Regions from separate parts of the Mus musculus genome. Here region 2 is linked to region 1. The links are chromatin contacts, called in public targeted proximity ligation maps. All regions are on one chromosome and are shown on one strand. The core of a region is the stretch at or near the end of the contact, and the rest is flanking DNA. Distances in the headings are between cores, read along the strand shown. Region 1 overlaps Trpm3 (transient receptor potential cation channel, subfamily M, member 3). Region 2 overlaps Klf9 (Kruppel-like factor 9).

The links.
Region 2: a targeted proximity ligation map of forebrain shows a contact between it and region 1, with 4 times the contacts expected there. A contact is called at or near these places in 24 of 39 promoter capture datasets (the 3T3-L1 cell line, 3T3-L1-derived adipocytes, the C10 cell line and 15 more), 139 of 484 Hi-C or Micro-C datasets (the 3T3-L1 cell line, 3T3-L1-derived adipocytes, the AML12 cell line and 83 more), 45 of 130 datasets of targeted methods (the 230-238 cell line, the G1E-ER4 cell line, the NIH/3T3 cell line and 29 more) and 4 of 9 other capture datasets (adipose tissue, liver, macrophages and 1 more).

Annotation. Positions count from the first base shown.
Region 1 is chr19:22,903,141-22,907,000 of GRCm38.p6, reverse strand. Trpm3 (transient receptor potential cation channel, subfamily M, member 3) reads right to left here. Exons shown (of 26, transcript NM_001362491.1): 18 at 2,199-2,366. Among named protein-coding and RNA genes, the nearest start is that of Gm52388, 22 kb to the left of the region's middle.
Region 2 is chr19:23,150,694-23,154,553 of GRCm38.p6, reverse strand. All of the region lies in intron 1 of Klf9 (Kruppel-like factor 9), which reads right to left. Among named protein-coding and RNA genes, the nearest start is that of Mir1192, 3.2 kb to the right of the region's middle.

The sequences.
Region 1 (3,860 bases), core at 616-3,115:
TTCCTTGGCAAGCCCATGGTGCTTTGGGACTAGGGAGACATCTTTTATAGTGTCTTCCTAAAGGATCAAAGTCCCTAAAGCTCTTAGAGGACAAGGGAAGCTCCCTTCTCTATACCCAGCCTCAGAAAATACCATTCAGCTTCTGGGCTCTCGTCCCAGGATTCGTGCCTGTGAGGGAGCCACACCTCACTTGATCTGGGACACCTTGCGTCCCTTGGAGGCTCCCTACTCTGTGGTGAACCAAATCCACTGAGCAGAGCCATCTGATAATAGAAACAATTCTTTCCCTTGACAATTGGCAGAGGTTGTTAAGTATATAACAACAGCTAATGAAGCATGTATGTCTGGATTCTAATACCACCATTGCAACTAGCCAGCTGGGTAAATGTGAGCAATTTAATCTCCGAGTCCTTGCTTTCTAATCTGTGAGGTAGAAAAATGTTTACTTGACAGGCATGATGTGTTCCCATGAGTAGTAGGGGGTGGATAGAGTGTACAGCACTGTTTCAACACCATAAGCAAACATTTATTAATGTTTAGTTGTCAGTCTAAGTTTGCATCCATGTGCCTAAGTGGTTTCTCTATCATCTGTCTGTCTGTCTGTCTGTCTAGCTATCCACTCATCCACCCATTCACCCATTATCTTTCTCTTTCTTTCTTTCTTTCTTTCTTCCTTTCTTTCTATCTATCTATCTATCTATCTATCTATCTATCTATCTATCTATCTATCTATCTATCTATCTATCTATGTATCCACCTATGTCTGTTTGTCTCTCTGTATCCATTCATCCATCCGTCTATCCATCCATCCATCCATCCATCCACCCACCCACCCATCCATCCATCCATCCATTTTACATCATGATCATGGCCCAGGTAGTTTACTCTTTAAGCCATATAACCACCCAGGAGGCAGACAAACCTATACTCCCACTCTTGAAGAGATGAAATTGTGTTCAAGGTCACACAGCAAGTAGGTGAAGGGGCAGGATTCTGACTCTTTACCTATTTGCTGAAACAGCCAGCAAGAATTCAGTATCTATACTACCCATGATTAAAATACCATTTCTCATCTGAGGAGTTCAGAGATCAATATTATGACATGATTTTCAGGGAAGGCAGTCTCTGCTGCCATTATTTGCAGGGCAGGCCAGGGCATGTTTTTGTTTGTTTGTTTGTTTGTTTGTTTGTTTTTGTTTTTTGTTACATATGACTACATAGATTTTTACAGAGATCTGGGAGCTGAAACAAAAATTGGCTTTTCATCCAGTAAATGAAGGATCACATCTCTTACCAAATCCCTAGGAAGGAGTTTTCTGGAAAGAAATGCTGTGCATATGGAAGAGGAACATGTCTCATGGCTGTTCCAGGGAGAAGACTCATGCAAAGTCTTTTTGTCACCTGAACCAAACCAATTTTCATCTTCCCCTCTTACAGCTCCTTCTGGGTCATTACTCCTGTAGCCAGGGGCAGTGAGGGAGGTTGAGGTGCCTCAGACCTGTCCTTATACAGTTGCTGTTTGATGCAGCTCTCCCAAGCTACGAAGCCCTGTGTGTCCCTTTAATAGCGCAGGCTATTTTTAGCCTTTGGGCACAAGCCAGTGCCAGTCATGTCACTCTGGTGGGGGCTGTGGAAAGTGGTTTCATGCATAGCTGTCTTGTTCTCTCTGCAGAACAAAGCATCCGTGTTCTATAATTGTACTGGGAAGCTAATAAAAGCTTTCCGTACAAACCTCAAAATTCAATTAGCGCTGGTTTTGTGACTTCGACCCTGAAGACAGATATGGGCTTCGCTTCTGACCAGCAGAATGTTGCCAGCTCAGCCAAGCTGGCTGCTCACAGCGCCTGGCTTCCCTCTCATTCTTGTGTGTTAAGACTGCTAGTCATGGCATCATGTTTACAAACGGATGCTCGCCCGGAGAATTGAGGCTGTCTGGCTTTGCATCTCATTGCTCTGGTTTTTTTTTTTTTTTTTTTTTTTTTCCGGCACCATTGGCAGAAAGACTTTCCATACAGTTGGATCCTAGAGAAGTGCTGTTTGTGCACAAAAGGCGACTCATGATATTGTAGTCTCAACACTTATAAGGTTAGACCTGGCAGGGGGCTGGAGAACCCTTATCTGCTCTCAAGCATTACTAAACCCCAGCAATATCAAAAGTTTCCTCCCCAGGGAGGAAAACTGCATAAATGTTTCCTTACTGTTAGCTCCATGTCCTCTTCATCTTTTTCCTTTGTGGGCTTCTCTGGCTCCTCCGGCTCCTTCTCTTGGAGATGAATCTCCTGGGCCTGAGTCATATAGGGCATGTCATCTTTGTTCTTGAACTCCAAGCTGAGAATTGAAGGAGGAAGTAGAATTCCCAGAATTACCTAAAGTAATAATAATGATAATAATAATAATCACATTTAAAGGATTAAGATTAGGGTGTTTGCTTAGAATCAGAAAGCTGGGATGTGGCCTATGTGTGTGTGTTTGTGCACACACATGCACATGCACAGGGGTTGTATTTACGGTATAGGGATGTGGATATTTGGAAATTTAAACACATGATAAAAAGATATATATTTTTTGGCCCATCTATGATAAATCTTAACCTACTAATTCTTACTTTCCTGGGGAAAACTGAGTAAAGGGAGTTTATCCAAGGTAGAAAAACATAAGATTTCCGTTTAGTTATTAAACAGCACTTGGCTTTGTAAAAAATCACTTCATACACATGTACTGGCATTTATTTGTGAATGTATCAAGTAGAGTTGATATGTTAGCTGATGAGCTCCATAAAGAAACGCTTTCTAAATTGACCTTGAAGGCACATGCAGAGAGTCATTTTATCTACTGTACAACATTCTGCTGGCATTAGCTAATATACAGCAGAATCCCCCAACCCCCAGAGAGCTCAGTATTCATCAAGAGTAGTTGTTCTTCTTGCACAGAAGCCCCAGGAAGATCAGCACTGCATTGCTTTCATGTGTAAACACTGTATGTGAATCTCAGTGTCGGGACGCTCATTGTGAAGACCTTTCTCATGGCAGAACTCTCTCCTCCATTATCAAAGAACAGTGACTGCTTCATCTTCTCTCAATTCTAAAACGGTCCCAGTGCACAAGGCTCCCAAGGATGAGCCTCCTTGAAGACATGCACTGAGGGGAGGGGCTTAGATCCTGAAGGGTCAGTGAATATCATGGACAGCCAGGCCTTGAAATATTCATGGGGACTTAAAAAAAGGGGGGGTGGGGAGAAATGACTCTGAATTGTAGGTGTTTTGGGAAGCTCAAATGGCATGCTGGCAATCTTCATAGGGTATAATGCCCTGTCCTCAGAGCTGAGAAATGGCTCAGCTCTCCACCTGAGGCCAGATTAGGTCACTACCAGCAGTATGACTCTGGGACGTAGTACCTGACTCACTTCATAGAAACCTTCTTGTAACCTTGGACCAAGAGCCCACAAGAAAGGTAGAGTATGGCAGACAGTGTTGATCCAGTAAAAGTGCAGTCAGAGAGGGTAGGATGCAGAAGTGTGGGATAAGTATGTCAAGAGAGCTTATGCATATCAAGAGCAACATGGTCACGACATCATACTACATACTAACAATTTGTTAAGGGAGTATATTTTAGCCAAACTTACGACATGCACAAAATGGTGACTGCAAGATGATGAATATGCCAATTTGCTTGACTCTGGTAGTTATACATACTCTGTGTATGTTAAAGCACCATGTTGTTATCTTAAATATACATATAATTAAAAGCTGCCATCAGAAAAATGAAAGGAAACCAACACCCTTCCATCTTCTCTTGATCATTTATATCCATTTCCCCCTTTAATCTTTTCATTTTAATGTTTTCCTTGAAAGGTCATTAAAA
Region 2 (3,860 bases), core at 809-3,308, 250 kb before region 1:
CCATTGGATCCCCTTCCCTATCTGGACTGCCTGGTTAGTCTCAGTGGGAGAGGATGGGTTTAGTCCTGCTGGGACAGATGTCCCAGGATAGGGTGGTACCCAAGACAAAAAGCTATGGACCTTAAGCTTACTCCTCTGGATTCGCTAGCACCTCCAAGATCTTGGAGTGCACATGGCCCCTGACCTTCAACAGCTCTGCTTGTTCATCTTCTTGAAAGTGCAGAAGCAGCAGACTTCATTATAGATAGGAGAGGGTAGAGGGGGAGAGATTTCTAAGTGCAGGACTTAGAAGGGGAAGAGAAGGGGGTGTGCAATTGGGATGTAAAGTGAGTAACAAAAATAAATTATGGAAAGAGAATTAAATATATATATATATATATATATATATATATATATATATATATATATATATATATATATAATAAAACAAAAAAAGCAAAGGAAAAAAAAAGCCAGGTAGATTTAGGAGTCTAAAGCCAGCTTATAGAGTGAACTCCAGTCCAGTCAAGAAGGGCCATGTGATGAGACCCCCGTCTTAACACAAAACAAAAAACCCACCCGAAACAATGTGTTCAGTGGGAGCAGAGATGTGTAGTTTCTATGGAGAAATTAATGGGTACTCAAGGTGTCAATGACAAGAAAGGAAGTCGCTGTTTCTGACACAAACAACTCATTAGAAAGTGAAAAACCTTTCAGGATATACATCTGTCTTCTCACCACCTCCTTTTTAATGACCTAGAAAAAGGCCCTAACAAGAACAGACAAAAGGCACCCCTCCTCCTGAGCAATGCGTTGTGCCCTGCATAAGCGGGGCTGTCCAACTACTGCCATCCTTCCTAGAAAATGGGCCAGTCCAAGAACACAGCCTCAACCATAGTGCTTGACCTGGTGGGTCCCACAAAGACCTGCTTGAATCCCTGACTGTCCACTGCCACCTTCCCACCACCCGTAGTGGGTCTGCAGGGCAGAACAAACACTTCCATTCTCCAGTGTTCTCGAGGGCAAATCTAACATAACAGTTTGTGAACATCCCAGACAGAATTCCACCATCTCTACCTAAGTCGTTTCCCTGAACCCTGGACTCAAAAAATCAAGACGCGATACACCTCCGGTTCACCGGAAGTATCGCCACACCCAAAGATGTTCTAAAGGAATGAGGAGGATGCCAGGCAGCCTCCGAAAGAACAATCCTGCCCCCCCCCCCCCACGGCTACCCATCCGAGTACCACCTGTTCTATCTCCTGTAGCCTAGGTGGTTTCGCTATTTTTTTTTTTAAAAAAAGGTTTACTTTTGTATTTTATGTAAGTACACTGTAGCTGTCTTCCGACACACTAGAAGAGGGCATCCGATTCCATTACAGATGGTTGTGAGCCACCATGTGGTTGCTGGGAAGTGAACTCAGGACCTCTGGAAGAGCAGTCAGTGCTCCTAACCGCTGAGCTGTCTCTCCAGCCCGGTTTCACTATGTTTATGTTTGCCGTGTGGCTTTGATGCGAGATGCTGCTGCCGGGTCCCAGTGGGAAAGAAAGGAGCCTGTGCACCAGTGTAGACTCTTTAAAGGGAACGGGTCTGTCCCGGGGCATACTTCTCGCCCGCCATTTGGGATCTGTGGGGTAAACAGACACCACTGCTACTGTTTGCATGGACGCCCAAACTCCATAGATCTGTGAGAAACACACAGCCCTCCTGAAACTCCAAGGAAAGATGACAGACGAGATTCTTGAGCCTTCAGGTACTCAGCATAGTAGGAACTGAGTCTCCTGGCCTCGTCTCAGAAATTCTAAAACCAGTGCAGAAGCAAACTATGGACCTCAAACAGCTATACGTATTTTTTTTAACACAAGAAAGGGCTGCCTCTTGGTACACCTCACTAGAAGGCACTGTTTAAGTCAGTCTGAGAACGTGGAGCTGGAAGCACCTAGCATGGAGCTTTCTAACTGGCCAGGTATCAGGAGCAGCAGCTTAGCTTAAGGGGCAGATGATTCTCCCAAAGACACCGCACCAGGGCATGGCCAGTTTCAAACCCAGCCTGGATGCTTGCTTCAGTTGTATGCACACAAAGATAGGAGATAAGAGAAACTGGCCAAGGGCAGAGCTGAAGGAACCGTTCATGCCAGCGGGTGGGGGTGGGGTGGGGTTGCACTCAGTCTTCCTGGCCCTTCTTTGCATAGATATTGCCTGGGGGTGGGGGCAGGGTGCATTCATTGTTAAGCCGGTTAAGTGATAGCTCCCAACTTTCAGTTTCTAAGTAATGGGTTTTTGTCTTGTTTTGCTTGTTTTTTAATGTAGAATACCAAGCCTGGAGCTGTAAGTAGCACACACCTGAAATTCCAATTCTTGAAAAGGCTGAGGTAGGGGGATGGTGTCCAACGCCATCCTTGGTAGCCTAATAAATTTAAGTCTAGCTTGGGCTACAGGAAGCCCTGTCTCAGTAAACAAAAAGCTATGCACTTTAAGCTCACTCCCTCTGAATTTGCTAACACCTCCAAGACCTTGGAGTGCACACGGCGGCCCCTGACCTCTCTGCTTGGCCATCTTTGTGCAAGTGCAGAAGTAACAAGCCTCAGTACAGACTCTGTACTTGGATTGTTTCCTGAGCACAACGCATCATGGACGAAGCCCAGCGGTCCATAGAGGGCCAGGCTGCTGCGTTTTGAGGCTTACGTGGGTCTTTTCTACTCGCTACTGTTATTTTCAACCTTATGCTTGTGAGCCCTGAATGGGGCTGGCAGAACAGTGTCTGTGCAGATGTTAGAGGTCTCTAGGGAGCGCCAGAGCTCTGTATTTCCTCTTAAAGTCAGACCAGGAAGTGCTCAGAAAAGGCTGCTACCTCCCAGCCACGCCAGACCAAGTGCAACTTGTGGAAGCCCAGGTTAGGAAGGTCCTACTGGAACGGCACCTGAGGGGCTGGCTTGTTGTGGTCAAGTGGGACCCGGGTTGAGACGGGACTAGGTGCCACCAGAGGAAAGCAATGTCACAGTGCCCAGAATCTCACTCTTCAGCATACAGTGGGTGTGTGACAGCCAGTGGAGACCACCAGGCTGCAGGGATGACCCTTCATGATGCCAAAGCAGCCTGTGAGTTTTGCTATTCCAGATATCAACCAGGGAAAGAACGCGAGGAATCCCAAATTAGCATGGCTGTCTTGAGTTTTACCTCAGAAAGATAATACAATGTAATGTGTTAACAAGCTGTTTCTATAATTCCAGCACTTGCGAGGCTGAGGCAGAAGGATCACTGTGAGTTTGAGGCCAGTGTAGCTGTAGAATCGTATCTTTACAAACTCACTGATCCTAAGAACTCTTATACTGCCAAGATAGAGCTTTGCTCCAACGGGGGTGGGGGGGGGCGGTTAGTAACTATGCCCACTCTACCAGCTAGCTAGGTAGGTTGTGACAGATGAGGCAGACAGGCAATGCTATGCCATCATTTGTCTCCAGCTTCCCCCCTGGGGACTTCGCATTGCTGGTACCAGGGTATGGCTGTGGTGACAGAGTCTTACTCCACTGAACCACTCATTTCTGCAACAAAATGAGTCAGAGATTGGCCTGATTCAGTGTTCATCACCAGAAACTATGAAGGTTGGGTCTGAGCTCTCCAAACATGAGGCGCGCCCCCCCCCCCCCCGCCTCCTGCCCACCATGGGATCTGGACAAGTGACCCAAGCCGGCCTTGGATGCTCTCAGAATTCATCCCTCCTGCTTAGTCCTCCCGAAATGCTCAGGTTAGAGGCATGCACTCCACGCCCAACTTCATTCTGCTACTGTCTTTGAAACTGTAATGATACAACAACTACAACGGAATTACGGCAGCCCAGGAATTTAAGTCACTTTGGGGCGTGTGTGTGTGTGTGTGTGTG